Linked DNA regions of Mus musculus: region 1 is linked to region 2. A link is a contact called in public Hi-C data. All regions are on one chromosome and are shown on one strand. The core of a region is the stretch at or near the end of the contact, and the rest is flanking DNA. Distances in the headings are between cores, read along the strand shown. Region 1 has its middle 74 kb from the start of Gm30397. Region 2 has its middle 340 kb from the start of Gm45488.

Region 1 (4,831 bases), core at 1,038-3,537, 650 kb after region 2:
GTGCTGCGACTCCACTCAACCCTTCCAACTTTCCTCAGCCAAAATATCAGATCTTCACTTAAAATTGTAGTTGCTCAGATTCAATGCTGCTGACAATCTGAGAGCGATATTCTGTAGAAATGTTGTATATTACATACATACATGTGTTTGCGGTGCTCCTGCCCTGTCTTGACAACCTAAAATAGTCACAGATGCTGCCACATGTCCCCTGAGAGGTAAAAATCACTCCCTGTGGAGAAATGACCTATCCAGCATATGTCCAATATTAAAAGTCCAACAATGACCGCTACTAGATTTTCTGGATAATCAGTTCTAAGCAAGAAAGGGCTGGGCTTAAGGACAGGAGGTAGCAGGTGGTATCAAGTTTGGAGGTAGGAATGGAGATGGCAGAAGGAATGGTTGAATACTTCTCTCTGAGGGTTCAAAAAGAGACCCTGGAGTCAACCTTAGTTTTGGGCAATGAAGTAGTTTGCTCCTGGGCCTGTGTACACCTGGAGGCTGGCGGGGTTCCTTCTTCAGGCTTCCTGGTCTTTCTGGGTGGCTTCATCCTAAATGTTAATGGAGAGTGTTGGAGCTGCTTGTGGAAGCAGGGCGGGAGCTGCCCCATCAGTCCATCTGTTCTTCTAACCACAAAAGCCACGCTCCCTCCTCTCTCTCGGGTGTCCTGTCAAACATCTTTAAATAGAAGATATCACTGCTACATATTCTACAGACATATGCCAAAAATGAATAGAGGCTCCTTCTCTGAGTCTATTCCTCTCAAATACTCCCCACACATCCCCAGCAGTAAGAACACATGCCTCCTCAGGCAAAGGAATTGCAAGGTAGGTCCTTTGCCTTGCCCCTAAGAGACGTGCTCTTGTTTATCTAGGTGGTGAGGAAACTGATCCAGTGTCACATGGACTTTATCAGTTCTGCTTGCTTTTTCTTTTCCAAGTTCACACACACACAGAAAAAAAAAAATGAAAGCTGCTTAATTAAAATCAAGTGGTCTGAGCTAACCTCCCACTTCCCTCTCCATCTGTGGAGTATTTGCTTCCAGATAGACTCAGCCGGTTCCATTTTTCACCCCCGGGGCTGACACTAGTCCAGTTCAAATCCACCGTATTGCCAAATATACAGAAGCAAGCAAGGCTTTCCCGAAGATAGCCATCTCTTTGATGTGAGAGGCCTTGCTTTTCTACACGGGTAAAATGGCTCTCTGTGCTACACCTTCCCAGTTTTCGTTGGCAAACTACATCAGGAGAAGTGCCTGCAGTTCTCGCTGCTGCCTGTCTTTGACTGGAATTCACTGATGTTAAACTTGCAAGCTATCTTTTTTTTTTTTTTTTTTTTTTTTTTTTTGCAAGCAAACTGGAGTGAGGAAAGAGTTCGATTTGACAAGGCACATGATTTTCTACTTGCCTTTATTCCATTTTCAAGGCAAAGGTCTGACCAGCTGGAAATTTCTAGAAGTAAATATCATGTCTCTTTCCCTGTCTTCCCTGCATGTCCACTTCACTGCTGGAAGCATGACAGAAAAGCAATAGGAATTTTTTTTTAATTGAATGGAATTTTTTTTTCCTAAAAGGAAGTTTGGTGGTTTCCATCTTCGTGATATGTGTGTGTGTATGTGTGTGTGTTTGTGTGTGTGTGTGTGTGTGTGTGTGTGTGTGTGTGTGTGTGTTTATATCAGGGCTTCACACTGACCAAGAACTCATTTATATGCTAGAATAGATAGCCAGGAAGGCCCAGATTTGCTGTGTCTCCTTCTCCCCAAATACAAGTACAAGTGCGTACTTGGAAATACAAGAGCACACTGCTGCTGTACCCAGCTCTTCCATGGGTTCCCAGGATCCAAGGCCAGTCCTCATTCCTGTATGAGCACTGACTGCATCATGATGTCACTTTCATCATTCCTTTGCAGATACCTAATGTAATGAACTCAGAACGCTGACTTCAGTCTCTGATTAGCTCGGTCATGAAGTCTACCCAGTATGTTGGTGGCTTTCTGGAGGAAACAGCAGGGAATCACCACAAAATGTCACCGTCTAGTAGCCAGCATTGAGATGCCAACTCCCTTTGAAAGTTGGAGCAGGAAAGGACACATACACCCCTTCTGACATCTTCCTCTCCGAAGGCTTCTTGAACTTAGTGAGTTTTCTGCATCCTTTGAAGGTCCCTTGAAGGCTTTGCTTTCCCAGGGAACAAACACAGTATCATTTTTCAGATGCTTAAAGCCTGACAGGAACAGCAAGAGCTGCCTTCCCAGTGACCTAAATTTGCTTGCACTATGGAGACCGACTGAGGACCTGCACCTGCTACGTTAGACAGCCACAGCTGCTCTGCATCCTGACTCTCCTAAATAATGACGCAGCTCAGATTTTACTATATTTAAAAGCAGTCTTTTTTTTTTTTGCATATAGAACTTCTCTACACTAACTCGACTTCTGACCTTATTATTTATGAGGGTCACATTATGCTCTTCAGACATAAAGCCAACACTGGAAACTCACACAAAAGTCCTAGGGATAGATCGAAATCGTGTCTGTTTTGGGGCAGATGACTTAACACAGTCATTCTTGGTAAGAGTGACTGTATTGAAACACTTCTACGTTCTGCAAGGCGTTCGGAAATGTAAAGGGATAGGTGACCCAGTCACTCTCTGAAGATCTCTGTAAATTCCCTAGCATTCTGCCTATTTAGCCATTCCCTTTATATCACAAGGGATTCATTCTTTCACTGCCAAGCAAAATACTGCAGGAGTATGTCATAGTAGCAGGTTGTATATTCTGTTGGTGAGCATCGAGATTAATCCAAATTGCTTAAGAAACAATTTAGCAGTGTCTAATAAGCTTGATAATCATCTACACTGGAGGACTCAAAACTCTCTAATATTGTTCCATGAGAAAGCTTCCCACATGTACAGGTATAAAATGTTCATAGTAACATTGATTTTAAAACAAATAGAATAAAATAAATACTATAGAAAGAACATGACTGTTAAGGGCTGGGTAATGTGTGCCTTTAAAGTCACCTCTGCCTGGCTCTGAAGGTATATAAATGAACTTAACTGCTCTGCATCTTCATCAGCCTTTGAGAGGCCTTTGAGGAAACAGTCCATGTCTGTCCTCAACTGTATGTACAGATCCTAGATTAATGCCTCCCACACAGTTGGTTATTTGATAAGTAAAAGCTTGATGATCAAACAAAGGCTCAGATGGATACAGCGCACTTCACAACCCTGGACTTTCTACCTGATCAGTCCGAGTACCTGGACCAAAAGTACCTGAAAATTGTTTTAACCATGTACTTCTGGGCCTTACCATAAACCCAGAGTTAGAATTGCTGAAGGCAGCTCCAGGGAATCTGCATCTTAGCCCACGTTCCTGTGGTCCTTCAATGGGAACAGAAACCACAGGCTTAGAAATGCACATGGAGCGTCTTATAAAGCAGCCTGAGAGAAGATAGAAAGCCAAAGGAGGAAAGATGACAACTCAAGCTGCCTCTGCGATGATTAAAAACATACAGACTAGGAAGAGTCAGCATTTTAACTGCTGATAACTTTCCATGCTACATGTCAGGTCTAACAGTGCACTGCAATTCCAAGAAAACAAACAAAAAGAGTTTCACAAGGAACTCGATTACACTTCTGCACCCTGTTTACAGGTTTAAACATTAAGGCACAGAGATGTTCAACAGCTATTCAAAGATGTAGTTACTAAGTGTGACCCCCTGGATCCTCCTAAGAAGTTACAAGTGTAGCCCCATATGGGTGTTGTAACAGGCGAAGTAAGACTATATTACAGTTATATATGTCCTAAGGAGCCACAAAGTATCACTAATACATGTAAGCCAAGAACCAGTTGGAGATGTTTCCCTTCCTGCAGGGACTCTCCCTAGAGCTGTAATAATTGAGCAGGCTATATTCTCATTTTCTGCAGGCTATACCTAGAGGGGTCTAAAAAGAAGATAGGAATACAGAATTTACATAAAAATAGACACTGCCTGTTCATCCTAGCATTCCCCGGCTCTCCCCCAAATACTTCAAATGGAGTTTCTGATTGTCTTGATTTAGCAAGGAGGGCTTTAAGCCTTCCGATCCTAGAACGCACTGGATGTCTATTAGGCCAGCAGGTGCATCAGTGCGGTATTTAAATCTCGTTCAGAACCACGTGCTAAGACCCAGAATAAGCCTTGCTTCTACCACCTACCCAGTCTGCCTGGGACGGTTGCAAAAGGGAAGAGGGCATCAACCTACAGATCCTTCTCTTCTGCAGACAGTTGAGGCTGCAGGAGCTGCCACCAGCCCCATCCCATCATCTCTCACTGGCTCCACTGCTAACTCGAGTCAGAGATGGACAGGCAGAGAGGTGAATCCAAGCCCCATCTGGAGTTTACCACCATTCCCATCAATAGACACAGTGGGCTCTTATCAGTTAGTATAGAGAAGAAAGACTTCAGAAATGTAGTCAGGCGTCCTTTGTGCACAAAGGAACTTAAAATAATTTCTAAGCTGGGCACTTCCCATTCTAAAATACACAAGACGTGAGAAATTCCAGGGATTAAATAGGAGACAGGAAAAGGCGCGCGTGGATGCCAAGCTCTTCCAAATGCTCCGGTCCTCAACTTGATTAACACTAATTCCTGCAGCTGCTCATTTTCTTCTCCCCGGCCTCTCCTCACCTTGATCTCACTGGGTTCTCTCAGTCAGACATTTGGAAGGCTAATGAAGTGCCCGGTCTGATTTATACACACAGTGAGTGCCTGCTTCCTTTGCTACCACAGATGCAGCCAGCAGAGCACGTATTCCCTTTTCTGAGTCTTTAGTGTACAAACATGTTTTTATCTT
Region 2 (5,001 bases), core at 924-3,423:
AAGACATGAGCTATGCCTGAGCCCAGCTTGACTCCCAAGGCTTTTGAGGAGGATCAAGGTTCCCGAGATAAGATGCAAAGTGCCTGCTGCCTGGCGCCTGACTTTGGCCCCCATGTCAGCAGATGCCCACTTCTTTGTTCTTTGTATAATTCTCCCTCGACCCCTCCCATATTCCCCGCGATGTATGCTTTAAAAAGAAGGCACCTCAGCCTAATAAACGAGACCTTGATAGGTTCAATCTACTTGGTCCTCCGACTCTTCTTTCTTTTACTCCCATTTCCTTCCAGGTTTGCGGTCCCCCTCGCACCCACGAATAACTGAATCCCGCGGGACGGGATAGTTTGCTTACTTTCATTTTCTTTCTTTCTTTTTAAAATTTCCATAGGTTTGGTATTACGTGTGTTGATCTGCTGTCCATCACACTTGTACATGAATGTGGAGGCCAGAAGTTAATGTTGCATAATGTTACATGTCTAGAGATTGGAGATTTAACTCAGTGGTAGAATGTCTACCTAGCAAGCACAAGTCCCTGGATTTGGTCCTCAGCTCAAAGGGAGAGATGGATCATTATGTATCTTCCACTTGTGTTTGCTTACTTTGTTTTAGGGACAAGGTCTCTTTTTGAACCTGATACTTACTAGTACAACAAGACTAGTTGTCCAGCAGTGTCCAGGGATCCTCTTGTTTCCATCTTTAGGATTATAGATGTGCCCTATTAAACTGGCTATTTACTTGGATGTTGGAGATACAAGCCCAGGACCTCATGCTTACATGGCAAAACATACTGACTGAGCCATCTTCCCAGCCCTATGAGCAAACTACAATTTTTGTTTGTTTGTTTGTTTGTTTGTTTGTTTGTTTGTTTGTTTTGAGACAGGGTTTCTCTGCATAGCCCTGGCTATCCTGGAACTTACTCTGTAGACCAGGCTGGCCTTGAACTCAGAAATCCACATGCTTCTGCCTCCCAAGTGCTCGGATTAAAGGCGTGCACTACCACTGCCCAGTACAAACTAGAATCTTAAGAGTTATAGATCAGAATTTTACTTTGCAATAGTCATCTTATACATTTTTTTTTTAATGAAGGGCAGAAGGAATTTGGAGAAAATAGCTCACCAAATAGATTCCACATACTTAGGTAGAGAGTGGACATATCAGCCTTTGGTTGATTCTGGTTGTATGTATGACTCAAAAGGTACACAGGTAAGATGAGTTCACAGCTCAAAACAGTAATGTAAGATAATCCTAAAACTGAAAACCCTTTATAGGAACTTTTCTGGTAAGGCATTAAGTAAAACAGCCAGAAATGCTTCTGTCTTGGTTCTCAGAACCCCTGGAGGCATGCTTGCACCAGACAAGGCAGATGCATCTCATTAAAAGTTGCTGTGTTGAAAATATTGTAAATCTTTCATTTCCCACTCAAGAATGTAGTTCTGTAACCCACAAAGAGAGAGGGAACACTTTTAACTTCTTTCTCTTAAGTTAATTAAGAGCCTGCTGTACCTCTGCTCTGCTTTTATTCTTACAAAGCAAAAGCTGATGGAAAATGTGTTTAAAAATGTAAAAGATGCTTCTTCAAAGAAATTTACAGCTTGCACTTGGGAATAATACCACCAAAAATGAATTTTTTTAAACTATTGCATTTTAAGCTAACATAGTTAGATGAGCATGACTTCAGGATATGAATTTAAATATGTATTCTATTAGTACCTGCAACATTTGTGGAAACTTCTGAATACAGTAATTGAGTCATTTCGGTAGAGAATAAAGCATATTTCTATTCAATTGAACTCTGAGTGTTGGTTAAATATGAAATAAGCAATTGTAAGGATGATGTACTAGAGTTCCATCAGTAAGACACGCCGTTAACGATAAATGCCATTTCACAGCATCAAATTCTGTAGGATGACTGCTATAAAACATGTTCAGAACGATGTGATTTGACCCGATGAAACTAGGTAACGGGCTCAATCCCGGTGCTCTTTCCAAGGGTGTGTACCAAATGAACAAATTCACAAGTAAAAGATGAGAACAGGTCCTAGACAATCTGTTGATGTGTGTGATATTTCTCTCCACCACCTTAGATCAGAAATCTTGCCAATTAGGTCTGCAGAGGAAATGAACCCATATGTGGTTCAATTGGAGGAGACGAGGAGTCGTGGTGATGAAAAATATGCCCACAGATTTGAAAATGGGATGAACTACTTACTATCAAGCTGTCAGTCCTGGCCATCATTTTGCCAGGAGATAACTATGAAATGGAAAATTGATGTTTAGAAGCACTCACAGTAACTTAACAAGATTAATTTTATGCTTATTGAGTTTAATAATAAGTATGTGCTATATTTATATTGTCTTTTTTACTGCAGATTTATTTTTATTTTATTTAATAACATATTTGTTCTACAATAACCTGAGAAAATTTTGAACATTTGGACCATCAATAGAGGCAAACTCTCAGTTCAGGTTCCAGCTACCTAGAGGGAGACTGTACTGAGCCATTGCCAGCAAACGATAAACCCATGGGTTAAACCTTGTATGGGCTAAAGCTTGTGCATCGCTTGCTTTTTCATTTTTATGGCCTACAAATGAATTTGTCTCCACAGATGCACATTTTCAATGGAGTTGATGCAAAGATACATGGACTTGGACCCCAACTAAGCACAATTTTACCATTCTCCTCTTCCTCATGTAAAATGATATAGTAACAGTTCTCTCAGCATATCTGTATAACAAATATTGTAGCTAACTTCTATATTATATATTGAGTTTGGGCAAATAAAAATTTGTAAAAATATTTCTCCCTTTTTGTGCATATACACATGTAAATCTTCATTTTTTTTCCTCATTACCACCAAAATCTAAAATATTTTCCATCTGCTTCTTCACATAAAAGCATTTGTAATGTACATTATTAAGACATGGTTTTCAGATCCTGTGTGTTCTTAGAAATGCAAAAGTATGCATGTTTAACAAAGTCATACAATAAGTGTTTTACATGTACTCTTAGCAATGTATTCAAGAGCATACTGCTAAAACTGTAAGACCACCTTTGAAACAAATGTTTTCTAACCCCATACCCTTATAATTGAGCATTGTGTTCATGTATGTATTATAACAATATGGGCATTTGTTTTTAAATGAATAAAGACTCAACAGAAAAAGTAACAGACTTTCTATAATTCTTTTAAAAATCCAAATCAACTTCTGGAGCTATCTTTTAAATTCTCTTGTAATCCCTATTGTAATTCTAAATAAAAGACTTCTTCCCAATGTATCAACTTTAGAGTTTAAGTCTTGATTTATGTGTATAAGAAGGGAGGTTTGGCTAGAGTCATGCCAAGGTATTTTATATTATATGTGACTATTGAGAAGGGTGTTGTTTCCCTAATTTCTTCCTCAGCCTGTTTATCCTTTGTGTAGAGAAAGGCCATTGACTCGTTTGAGTTAATTTTATATCCAGCTACTTCACTGAAGCTGTTTATCAGGTTTAGGAGTTCTCTGGTGGAATTTTTAGGGTCACTTATATATATTATCATATCATCTGCAAAAAGTGATATTTTGACTTCTTCCTTTCCAATTTGTATCCCCTTGATCTCCTTTTGTTTTCGAATTGCTCTGGCTACGACTTCAAGTACTATATTGAATAGGTATGGAGAAAGTGGGCAGCCTTATCTACTCCCTGATTTTAGTGGGATTGCTTCCAGCTTCTCACCATTTACTTTGATGTTGGCTACTGGTTTGCTGTAGACTGCTTTTATCATGGTTAGGTATGGGCCTTGAATTCCTGATCTTTCCAAGACTTTTATCATGAATGGATCTTGGATTTTGTCAAATGCTTTCTCCACATCCAACGAGATGATCATGTGGTTTTCATCTTTGAGTTTGTTTATATAGTGGATTATGTTGATGGATTTCCGTATATTAAGCCATCCCTGCATCCCTGGAATGAAACCTACTTGGTCAGGATGGATGATTGTTTTGACAGGGGAACACCAGGGCCAAAAAGTGGGAGTGGGGGGGTGAGGGGAGTTGGGAGAGGGTATTGGGGGACTTTTGGGATAGCATTGGAAATGTAAATGAAGAAAATACCTAATTAAAAAAAAATTAAAAATAAAGTTAAAAAAAAAAAAAGAAGGGAGGTTTGGCCTGACCCTAGCTCTTTTCTCCATCTCTCTTCTTAAAATGAAGATTCATTCAGTGTTTCTATTGATACTATCATTCCTCCAAATAGTATACATAAATCACTAGCTCTCTTCCTAACGAATTAAAAAAAAATCTCCTGAGGTCTGAATTTGTTAAGATTCTCCTAGAAGTATTTCAGACACAACTTTCTTTGTTATCTTCTGTCTGCTGTGTCCTTAGTAGTCCATACTGGTATCATCTCCTTTTATGTTTTCAAATGTTTTGGATGTTGTCATATCACCATGAAAGCTTTAATACTTGAAGATGAGTACATAGCTTTTTATTTTTCTTCAATGTCCCTACTGTAGTAATTTCTTCAAAGACAATTTTACAACCCAGGTTAGCGCAGTAAAGCTAGGCTGAGGACTTTTATTTAACCGTTGGAAAAAAAGACATCATTTAGTTGTCACAAATGCCTCTTTTCAAAAGCTCAATCAGACTTTTATTGGATCAGCCAAATTTATATCTCATTGCTATCACCTCCTGCTTCATATGATCTTTTTGCTCTTTTACTTTGCAGTCTAAAGTATTTCTGTACAATAGTTTTTATTTTTTCTGTTGATGAATGTGATCATTAGCTTAGTAGATAGTCACTTGATTTTATTCTGATTTCTTAGAAGTCTGATTTAGCCTGTATGGCTCTTTTTTCCTCAACACAACCTCTTACTGTATAGTTACCTCCTATTTTTCAAGATTGTAGAACTGTTTAAAATTCTTTACCTTTTGCTCTATCACTGGTGTGTCCACTAGGATCAGTGAACCCCTTTGTGCTCTTGTTTATGATTTCTTTCATAATCCTCACGTAGGACGATCTGGTGT

What was found. A called contact is a pair of places that touch in the nucleus more often than the background predicts.
Region 1: a Hi-C map of cerebellar granule neurons shows a contact between it and region 2, with 3 times the contacts expected there. The contact joins two enhancer-like sites. A contact is called at or near these places in 4 of 484 Hi-C or Micro-C datasets (brain, cerebellar granule neurons and cerebellum).

Annotation. Positions count from the first base shown.
Region 1 is chr8:44,690,219-44,695,049 of GRCm38.p6, forward strand. No RefSeq gene overlaps it. Among named protein-coding and RNA genes, the nearest start is that of Gm30397, 74 kb to the right of the region's middle. Within about 2 kb of position 2,288, at least 8 of the 459 cell types and tissues checked have an H3K27ac peak or open chromatin away from gene starts, as enhancers often do. A contact at or near this core is called in cerebellar granule neurons, where this site is marked.
Region 2 is chr8:44,040,663-44,045,663 of GRCm38.p6, forward strand. No RefSeq gene overlaps it. Among named protein-coding and RNA genes, the nearest start is that of Gm45488, 340 kb to the left of the region's middle. Within about 2 kb of position 2,174, at least 1 of the 459 cell types and tissues checked has an H3K27ac peak or open chromatin away from gene starts, as enhancers often do. A contact at or near this core is called in cerebellar granule neurons, where this site is marked.